Regions from separate parts of the Mus musculus genome. Here region 2 is linked to region 1. A link is a contact called in public Hi-C data. All regions are on one chromosome and are shown on one strand. Each heading gives the region's core, a stretch centred on a gene start, on an enhancer-like site or on the middle of the called end of the contact. The rest is flanking DNA. Distances are from core to core; before and after follow the strand shown.

The links. A called contact is a pair of places that touch in the nucleus more often than the background predicts.
Region 2: a contact with region 1 is called in a Hi-C map of extraembryonic endoderm stem cells, with 2.1 times the contacts expected there. The contact joins two enhancer-like sites. A contact is called at or near these places in 1 of 484 Hi-C or Micro-C datasets (extraembryonic endoderm stem cells) and 1 of 115 datasets of contacts at active chromatin or transcription factors (memory CD8 T cells).

Annotation. Positions count from the first base shown.
Region 1 is chr15:12,191,338-12,196,836 of GRCm38.p6, reverse strand. No RefSeq gene overlaps it. Among named protein-coding and RNA genes, the nearest start is that of Mtmr12, 11 kb to the left of the region's middle. Within about 2 kb of position 2,171, at least 104 of the 459 cell types and tissues checked have an H3K27ac peak or open chromatin away from gene starts, as enhancers often do. A contact at or near this core is called in extraembryonic endoderm stem cells, where this site is marked.
Region 2 is chr15:12,441,541-12,447,039 of GRCm38.p6, reverse strand. Pdzd2 (PDZ domain containing 2) reads left to right here. Exons shown (of 26, transcript NM_001081064.2): 5 at 1,375-1,517; 6 at 4,428-4,560. Among named protein-coding and RNA genes, the nearest start is that of Gm52211, 48 kb to the left of the region's middle. Within about 2 kb of position 2,754, at least 13 of the 459 cell types and tissues checked have an H3K27ac peak or open chromatin away from gene starts, as enhancers often do. A contact at or near this core is called in extraembryonic endoderm stem cells, where this site is marked.

The DNA of each region.
Region 1 (5,499 bases), core at 922-3,421:
CAACCACATGAAATTTGAAGTACAAACTCACCCTAGGTCAGCTTCCCCCACCCCCCAGGAATTACAGAATTTAACAGTCTCCAAATGCAGCTTTCAAAGAGGGGTGCCACAAAGTGTGGGGATGTAGCTCAGTCGGCACAAAGTCCCGACTGTGACTCTCAGTACCTCATAAAGCAGGTGTGATGGAGTAAGCTTGATTAGCTCGAGGTGTGAGGCCACCTGGCATACGTGAGAACTTGTCTCGAGGACAAAAGCTCAAGTGCTCGCTCAGAGGTCAAGAGCGCTTGGCACACAATCCTGAGAACTGGAGTCGTGTCCTGGGACCTACATAAGGGACCACGGCAGAGGAGACAGAAGAATCACTGGGACTTGATACTTCCAACTCCGCTAAGAAACCCTGGCCCTGAGTTCCACGATAGACCCTCCCTCCTACGAAAGGAACAAGCAGAGATGACTAGAAAAGGATAGCCCTCGCCAAGCGGTGGTGGCACGCAGCTTGGAGCCCAGCACTGGGAAGGCAAAGGCAGGCGGATCTCTGAGTTTCAGGCCAGCCTGGTGTTCCAGGACAGCCAGGGCTACACAGAGAAGTCCTGTCTCAAAAAAACGAGAGGGAGGGAGGGAGGGAGAGAGAGAGAGAGAGAGAGAGAGAGAGAGAGAGAGAGAGAGAGAGAGAGAGAGAGAGAGGCAGAGACAGAGAGAGAGAGACAGAGAGACAGTCACACACACACACACACACACAGACTCCCAAAGCCTTTTTTCACATGCAGACACAGGAGTAAATGAATATCTAAAAAATATTGTTTATTTCTTCTGTTGTTGTTTTCTGTTTTCGAGACAGGGTGTTTCTTTGTGTAGCCCTGCCTGTCCTGGACTCGATTTGAAGACCAGATTGGTGTCAAACTCACAGGGATCAGCGTGCCTCTGCCTTCCGAGTGCTGGGATTCATTACCATTGCCCAAGTAAGAGATATTTTCTTAAAATCTTCTGGGCATACTTTAGTTCTCAATTTACTTTTTAAAAGGTAAACAACCATGATAAAAAAACCAACCCTCTCAGAATCGCACTGAAAGTCGGGGCCACCTCCGAAGCTATTTAAGACAATGCGCTATCTGAACAAAGCCAGTGAACGTGAGTTCAGTTTTAACTTCTATGTTTTCTTCATCTTCCCAGCTCCACTGAATGGAAACTTAGGGCTGGTCTGGTATGGATCATGAGGAGACCTAGGGACTTGTCTGTCCCCAAGAAGGGAAGGTGCTCTGCGCTGAGACTGGGGTCCCTGTCACTCTCCTCTGTTCCTGTGAGTGCCACAGGCCTGGAGCATGCTGAGGTAGAGGCAAGCCATCCTCTCTTGGCTCCGGTTGCTTCCTTAAGTAGGTGCGGTGCGGCTGTTTCCTTTGCAGAGTCCGGCAGCAGCTCTCTTCCCTGACAGCCTTTCCTCGGCTCACTTGAGCCACGAGAAAACTCAGAAGACACAGAAACAAGTGACTGAAAGAGTCATGCCACCCTTCCAAATTCTCTGCTGCCCACACAAACTCCCACACAGAGGTGCTGGGGTCAGGCCCACTCTTCTCTCAAATGCCCCTCTGTCGTGGGGAAAGCTGTGGGGGCAAAGTGACAGAGACAATGCCCCGCCCTCTTTGTGTGTGTGTGTGTGTCTCATGCATGTTCTCGTGCACGTGCCTAGAGGGAGAGTTGGCACAAGACAGCAACCAGAAAAACTCAATCTTGTGGCTCCCCACTTAAATGTCTTGCGACTCATTCCAAGACAAGAGAATTCAAGACTTTGCATCTGTTTCAGCGACGGTCACCAGGAAGGAGAAGGGGGCTTACTGCTGTCTCAAATGATGAAGAGTCACACAATATAATGCTTGTATATGCCATCCAATCACGTGACTGCTGTGCACCACAAAATAAAAGCAACACGTATCTGATGCCAAAGTTGTACCATGGGCCAGAGAAAAGCAAGGGACCAGCCGTCCAGCTGTCTCTTCTCTGCTTTGACAGAGCCCCGACACCCAGAGAACCTGTTTCCTCTCCCTTGCTTTGTTTGAGGCTAGATAAGCGGAGGCGTGAGAGTGTCCAGGAGCGGTGGAGGGAGGGGCTGGGGTTTGGAGTTTAAAGGATCTCATGAAGCCTTGGCGGCTGTAGGGCCAGGAGAAGCTTTGCTAATAAAACGTCACGTCTCTCCGACTAGGACATTTGATCGTTGCTCAAAATGCGGTCAGGCCTGTTTGGGGCTTGGCTCACCGTTCCGATTCTGCAAACCTGATAGGCTTCTTGTTCAGGAAGCTGCAGAAGAACCTGAGGTTGAGGACACCCTCGTACCCCCATTTCATGTTAGAAACAGTCATATACCCCAAAGGTTTAAAATGCAATTTTTAGCAGTTGAAAGTAAGTATGCTTTATCCAAAGGCAAACAGAGAACACTGGGAATCACTGAGCTACCACGTAACACCTCTGGGTTTTTAACCCCGTAGTTTTTTCCGGCTGGAGCCTGTTAATGATCAGCCATTTCCTGGCTCCGTACCTTCTGCGGAACACTGGAGTCAATTCACCATTCATCCACCTGGCCTCAGGAATACATTCTCAGGGCAGCCAAGTAAAGCAGGCAGTGTAGGACTCTGCAAATATCTCACACAGGCAGGCCTGGGAAATCAGAACAGAAATGTTCCGGCCAGAGCTGAGCTGGAGACCCAGAAGTGGGGGGCGATTTTCCAGTCCCTGTGAGGAATCAGCTGGAGAGGAACTAGCCACAGAAACAGTTTGAAACCTCATGCCATGAGGGAAGTAAGCGGTTTGCTTGTAGAAAAGGTTCTGTGCTCTGCTTTCTCTGGCTCTGCTCACGTCGATAAGGAGGCGCCTTTCAACGTTCCCTAGTTCCAAGAAAAGGCATTGGCTCCTCCTCCCCTCCTGGGGCTTGGTCTTGTGCACTTTGTATTCAGTTGCCGATTTCTGTGCCCAGAAATCTGGTTACAGCCCAGATGCTAGCATCGTCATGATTTTTGAACCATCCCCTGTATCAATGTTGTGTAAAGAATGTTCCCCAACTCTCTCTAATTGGTTAACAGAGACCCTATCAGCACACTGCTGGGACAGAAGGCAGGACTTCTGATCCCAGTTAGAGAGACCAGGTGGAGGTGGCCATGAGGCAGAGAGAGGGTCCAGGAGTTGTGATGAGCAGGTCACCAAGGGAGTTGCCGTGAGGACACACGTGGAGCAGAGCAAGTCAGAGCAAGACTTGGATTGAAGGTATAAGGACCTGGCAGCTGGAAAATGGATAGTTTAGAGGGTCAGAATAGCCCAAAGCTTGTTAATAAACTTAATAGGTTGTTGTGTCAATTATTTGGGAGCTAGAATGAGAAATTACTACTATACCCGGCCCCAAGAGAAGCACCTCACAAACCCATATAGGCCCAACTGAGAGACAGAACAGCAGTGTAGAGAGCTCTGGAGGTTGCATGAGGGTTTGAATGCATGGTGTTCTGGGAGATACGGATGGAAAGGTGCATTGGAGTCACATCTACTACCTTGGAACATCATAAGAAAGCCTGGGCGTGGGAGAATTCTAACCCTGCTCAACCTGTAGACTTCATCTACAAGGAACTGACCTTGGCTGGCATCTAGAATTCTAACACTCCCCAGAGCTGCAACATTTTATAGATCCATAATGGCTCTTGAGAGCATCTTATGGCTACTCAGAGTTCTGGCCTGTTTTATTTAAATCACCAGCATGGCAACCTGTTTTAGATGGTTTTTATCCCACTTAGAAAGTTATTAGTCCTAACTTGTACATTTCATTGATCACCTCATTCTTGGAGACGGCAAGACAAGAACTGAGTTGGAAACAAGTCAATAATCACTATTGAACCCCTTACCTCTGACTGCACAAAGCTGTTCTCTGACCTCCACAGGCACAGGACAGGCGGACACACACACACACACACACTCAAATAAATTTTTATTTTTTTCAAGACAGGGTTTCTCTGTATAGCCCTGGCTGTCCTAGAATTCACTCTGTAGACCAGGCTGGCCTCGAACTCAGAAATCCACCTGCCTCTGCCTCCCAAGTGCTGGGATTAAAGGCGTGTGCCACCACCGCCCGGCATAAAATAAAAATTTAAGGAATGTATAACTTGGTTTACTTTTTAAATATATTTGATTCTTTAGGACAAAATCTTTGATGTACAGTAGCTAAGTCAAAGGCTCTCAATGAATATGTATGTATGTATGTATATGTATTTATTTAATGTATATGAGTACACTGTAGCTGTCTTCAGACACACCAGAAGAGGGCATTGGATCCCATTACAGATGGTTGTGAGCCACCATGTGGGTGCTGGGAATTGAACTCAGGACCTCTGGAAGAGCAGTCAGTGGTATTGATAAGTTCAGACCTTAATGTTTTCAACCTTTATATACTTTGTCAGTCGGATTGATGAGCATTCAATTGTCTTTAAAAATTTGTGCATTTATTTGATTACTAATAAGGGTAAAAGTTTGGCTTCATATTCCTATAAACCATTTATATTTCTTTTTGAGGATTATCTGGACACATAAACATGATATTGCCCATTCCACGTTTTTGAGATGGTGTCTGTGCTAATGCTTTACTTCTGGAACAAATATGGAACAAAAACAGTTTAAAGGGGTAATTGCTTGTTTTGAGTTGTGTTCTCAGCCCATGGTCCTTAGCTCCATTGCCTTTGGCCACAGTGAAGCTCATGGCTGACAGGAAACAGACTGAGAAAGAGTAATAAGTAGGAGACTGTGAGCGAAACTATTGAGACTAAGAGAAAAAAAAAAAAAAGAGGGGTCCTCAAGATGGCTCAGCAGGAAAAGGCACTTCCCCCCCGAGCCCAGGATCATGTAAGGTTGAAGGAGAGGAGTGTCTCCACCTCTGACATTACATACATGTTAGGGCTCACAGACACACACACACACAGACACACAGAGAGAGAGAGAGAGAGAGAGAACTGAACTAGAGATAGAGAGGTGGCCCACAAAAGTGATAGCTGCTGTCCATCCAGCAGAGGATGAATATCGAGAATATAAAAAAACAAAAACAACAACTAAACACTAAGAAAATAAGCAGCCCGATTAAGGAATGAGCTATGGAATCGAACAGAACATTATAAGATTTTTATTCAGATTTATTTTATTTTTGCATGTATGGTGCTTTGTTTGCATGTATGTCTATGCACAGCATGCATGTGTGATTCTTAAGGAAATGAAGAGCCTCCATGGGTTGGGAATCGAACTCAAGGCCTTTGCAAGAGCAAATGCTCTTAACCACTGAGGCAACTCTCCAGCTCCATATACCTGGTAAACCTCCTCCTCCTCCTCCTTCTTACTGAGTTTTTGTTTTTGAGACAAGGTTTCTCTGTGAAGCCCAGGCTAGCTTTGAACTCACAGAGATCTATCTGCCTCTGCCTCCCAAGTTTTAGAATTAAAAACCATGAACTACCATGTCTGGTCCCAGAAAATTCTTAAAAGAAATGC
Region 2 (5,499 bases), core at 1,505-4,004, 250 kb before region 1:
CATATCCCTAGCATTTTTTTTTTAATAATAATACAGAACTGAGCCTAAGCTTTAAAAAAAAATCACGCTTAAAGATTTTTATGGGGCTGGAGAGATTGTGCAGTGTTTAGCAGGGTTGGACTTCAGTTCCCAGAATCCACATCATACAACTTAAAACTGCCTGTAACTCCAAGTCTAAGGGGTTTGATGCTTTCTTCTGAGCTCTGTGGGCACGTACGCATACACATGTGCACACACACAGACACACATATGCACACACATTTATCTCTCAATATCATATGCATCAATTTTTCGTTTGGGTTTCTCGTGTATGTATTTTAAGGACGTATAAGATACAGTTCAATTTGGTTTCACATGCTTAGTTGTGATCCTGCTCTGAACATCAAAACTCAAAAATACTCAAAATCTAAAAATTACTATGATACCATAAATGGAAGATTCCATGCTGTGACCTTTGAGATAACTCATAGTCAAGGTAACAAGTGGATTGGAGATCTTGAATAATCCTACCTTTAGCCTCTATAAGCTACATAGGAAACAAATGAATTTCATATTAAACTTTGTGCTCCATCCCCAATATATCTCAGTATGCACGTGTCAACATTCCGAAAGGCAGAGAGACCTAAAGCAGTTTGATCCCGGGCCTCTCACGAGGGACAGTCGGCAAGGGCTACGTGGTCCCCTGTCAACATCTGCTCAGGTTCATCCTGCTGCTACCTGTTCCCATGGATGCTCCACTGAGTCCTCCAACAAGCCTCGAAGTAGTAATGATGGCGCGCACGTCAGAAGCAAGAGAAGGCATTTCTGTATTAGGTGGCCCTCTAAGCTATACATGGCAAAGCTTCCCCTAAACTAGCAGAGGTTTCCTGGTACCCAAGCCTGAGCTGAGCTTTTCTCCTTTCGCCTTCCTGTGTATTAGCAGCTGTGCAGAAGCAAAAGGATCCCAGAGTAAACCAGTGTTGCAGACACAGTGGCACCTGCATCGCAAGTAGAGGATGCGTTATCCACAGGACACCTGATAGGATGTATGATGTCAGAGCCAGTAACTGGGGTGGCTACACACATGATTAGAATTCCATGAAACTAAAAATTAGATACTCGGCCTACACCATGCATTTTCAAAAGCTCCACGTGTGGACAGTGGTTCCCTATAGAATGACACAGACCGAACATTTCCCTTATTCTAGAAGGTTTTATGGGACAGCACTGACAGCCAGACTTTGGTCTAGTTAATAGAGGCCTTTTCTTCTGTGCTGATTTGTGATATTTGGTGACAAGAGACGGATGCCTGGCCTCTCGTGACAGTGCTACTCTCCCATGTCAATGCTGTGTGTCTGTCAGCATCCTTCATGCATGCTCGCTTTTTCTTCCAAGGAGGAAGTTGGCCGGATATGGAAGATGGAACTGCTCAAAGAATCAGATGGGCTGGGAATTCAGGTTAGTGGAGGCCGAGGATCAAAGCGCTCACCTCACGCTATCGTTGTCACCCAAGTGAAGGAAGGAGGTGCCGCTCACAGGTGACTAGATAACTCTTCCCCCATCCCTCTGCCCCTTGCCTTCCTCCTCCCCTTCCCTCGGGTGCTGGGTGCTAGTGTCTTTCGCTTGATCAAAGCTCTGGTAATTAAAAGATTTGTGGGAGCGCGGGAGGGAAACAGACAAGAGCCGCTCTCACTGGGCATGCCTCTGAACACAGGAAGTGGCTCATGAGGAAGGATGCTTAGGATATTCTAAACCGTGGAACAGAGATTTGATCTCTTTGTGCTCCCTCTTAGATTGCTTACAAACTCTTGGCATGCTGGCACTGACTGGGGTATTAAGTGTTTATTTATCAAGGAAGTTTATGCACCCACAACAGGAGATCACAGTCCTGCCATCTGAAGTCCTCTGAGTCAGTGACTTCAGGAAAGTGGCACTGTCTTAAAAGGTGGCCACCATGCAAATGTGTCAGATCAGAGTTTCACACACGCACACACGGGCTTGTGGTCACATGTCTCTACTGCACATGAAAAGGGGAAAAAAATTAATGTAAATCTTTGTGTAACCTAAAAAAGCAGCACTTATAAAGGTGGCTTTGTTTTGTTTCATTTGATATCAATTGTGTGAAGTAGGGAGAGGGACTGTGCTTAGCTGGAGCACAGATGAAAAAGGCTATCAGGCTATCTGAGTGTGAGGCTTATAGCCGTTCCCGAATGTCAAGCAAGGTCTTTGTTGTTCTACTTGCTTCTGTTCACATGGAGTATCTGTTATTTACAGGGCACAGTAGGGTATGTACATGTGTTGCCACGCCCACATGTCTACAATAAGAGTACACAGAGAAGGGCATTGATAGGGAAGTCATTGTCTTTTGCCTAGTCTGGAATTTCTTCAGGCAGGGGAGCCAGATCCTAAGAGGGATACAGCGGGCCACAGCAACGTCAGCCTTCCCAAGATGGAGAAGGAAAAATCTATCTCATAAGGTGTAGTTGAAGAAGCTAAGTTATTTAGGTTGGATAACAGGAAACTAAGGAGAGGACAAGGCAGAAACTAGCAGACTTCTTGCTCTTCAGCCTGTAAAGCAGGATGCTAAGAAAAACGACACTAGCAGTAAGATGAACTCCAGCGGTCAATTATCCAAGTGACAGCATTAAGATATTAAGACGTTAGATGGTTTTAACCCAGATGAGCATCGTTCCCGATAGGCCTTAAGGAACTCAGCAGCTAGCCGTTTTCCCATCACTGGTATGTCTTCCGTTCTGCTCTATCTAGGAGGTTGACAATTGGGAAACTCCGTGCTCAGAGATAAGCTTTCTATAGAGATGATGCTCTTGTTTTCCCACCAGAGCTGGGGCTGAATCCGTCCTATCATATTTTTTTTCTTCTCACTCACTTTTAGCCTGGAACAGTGTGTCTCTCTTCCCTGTGGTCTGTGACTCGCCAGCAGGGCGTTTGAATTAATACCAGGAGATGAGAGAAATGCAATTAGAGAGTAGAATAAGTGAAGGGATGGGCTGGGGCATCTTGGTGGTGTTAGGAATAAGTAAGCCCACCAGCCACGGCCACTGCCTTGTCTATGCCAGGCTTCCCTCCTCCCATAGGATCAGCTCCGACCCATACACCTAGATTCCAGGGTGCCCTTCCCTCCTGACTTTCTCATCCCCACTTTCTTACCATGCTAAGTAACTGGTAGCTCCCTTAGCGTTTCTCTACTGTAGGGATTTTTGGAAATAGAAGGCAGAGGCTATTGGAAGTCCCATGTGCCTTTTATCTTTTTTTTATAGCCTAAACTCTAAAGAAAGACTAGCATGTGAGCCTAGAAGAAGGAGACAATGAGAACGATGCTGTTGAAGGCAGAAAGGAGAAAAAGATGGAAGGGGAGATGCTGGTTGGTTCATTGGGAGGAGCACAGAAGAAAGAGCTATGTGGACCTGGGAAGATTTGGGTATGCGCAGGTTCCACTGTAGGACCTGGATGGTGATGGCAAGCCTTGAGAGACAGGGAGACCCCTAGGCGCCATGGTCTGCTTCACCAGATTTTCTGTCTGAGTGTCAGGGGCCTTTTGGTTTATGGAAGACAAGACCCTGGCCAGCTCAGCGGAATCCATTGCAGAAATCAGTTTCGAGGGTTGTGTGCACTGAGGGCCGTGACCTGCCCTAAGGAGACAGTCCCAGTAACAGCAAAGTCTCCTGCCAGCAGTGAGACAGGAGCTCAGAGTCAGCCGTAATTTAAATGGAAAAAAAAAAAGCCCAGGTTTTTACAACCACAGAAATGAATCAAATCTCAAACCTTTAACAATAGCAAGCTCAACACTTCATTGCTGTGATTGCTTCTGCTTCGCTAGTTTGTCCTCTGTGGGGGACCCAAGAGTGAAATAATCCTTGGAAAGTTTTATCTTCAAGGTCCTGTAGCTCTGTGGTGGGGTACGGAGGTACCAACACTTACCACATAGCCCCAGTTTCCCAGAAAGAATCCTGCTTCTGTCTGATGGGGCGGGGAGGGAGACACAATAGACCAGTGAAGGGCCGCAGGTGGGTTTGACGTGTCTTGGCACTGTCTGTGTTCAGCTTAGCAATAGCCCCGAGCTGATGACAGGGAGGATTAGGGAAAGATCGACTGACTTGAGTCTCCTAAAACCTGAGGGTCTTAGTTGCTCTATCACAATAGTCATCCAGATGAAGTGTCATTGACGTTCGTTGTCAGAGACGCTTAGCTTAAGAGTGAGTGTATTGGTAAGTGACTGTCAAGAGTCCCAGAGACTGTCAAAGAGTCCATGAGTCTGGATACTAGCGTTAACGCAATCCCACCCAAAACCATCTTTGGTTGTCTTTCCTTCCTCTTCCACCTTATCTAACTGTCCTGTCTCATGACTCTGCCTAGCTCCTAGAAGACGGCACTTCTCTAACCCAGAATGTCTTGACCAGGGGTCTTTTTTCCCATCTCCGTTTCTTCAGGGATGGCAGGCTGTCCTTAGGAGATGAACTGCTGGTGATCAATGGTCACTTACTGGTCGGGCTCTCCCATGAGGAAGCTGTGGCTATTCTGCGCTCAGCCACTGGGATGGTACAGCTGGTGGTGGCCAGCAAGGTAGGTAGTTTCTGTCATTCTTGGTATTTATCATGGTAGTATGAGTCCGGACGGGAGCCCTTCCCATGCCAGCAGGTATGTGCATGCTTACGGCTTATCTTGGGCGGTAGCTGTGATTCCACAGATGTGCACATGTGACTGAAATGTGCTTGATTAAGTCATTAAAGATGCTTGTTAGAAAAGTTATAACAGAATGAAGGAGAAGGTAAAGAATAGGAGATGCAGAAACATGATAGGAGGAAAAAGAAGGCTGCATGGAATTTTTTTTTTTTTTGGTCACTATGATGAAATGCCTGAGATAGGTGACTTAAAGAAGAAGAAAGGTTATTAGGGCTCATGGCTTCAGTGTATGACCCCCTGGATCCCTTACTGGGCCTATGACCATACAGAAACGTTGTGGCAAAAGAGTATAGTGGACAAAGGAAAGTTGTGTGCCCTGTGCAGTCAAGAAATAAAGACACTGAGACATGAAGAGGCCCTTCAAAGACACATATCCCAGGGGCCCTCTTAGCCCAACTAGGCCCCATCTTTCAGTTTCTACCACTTCCCAGTACTCCAATTGTGGATCCATTAATGGATCCATCCATCTGTTACATAAGAACACTCAGGACCAACCACTTACCTAAGTCTCACCTCCAAGTATTGTACGAAGGACCAGGCCTTCAGCATAGCTGGGGGTGAGGGGGCGTGGACACTTCACATCCAAACCACCACAGTAAGGAATGCATCTTCTGAGGCCAGAATGAGAAAAGTCTCAGGGCTGTCTGTGGAGAGTCCTGGTCCCTAGTCTAATCACCCCTACGTTGTTAGAGCTGGAAGAAGCTCTATGCCTCCTTTGTCCAACCACCTCCACCTTCCCTTCCTCCCCAACTCGGCAGATATGACAGTGGGCAGAGCATCCATAGTGGCTGCCATCTTGCAGAGGTCATGGTGCTGTCA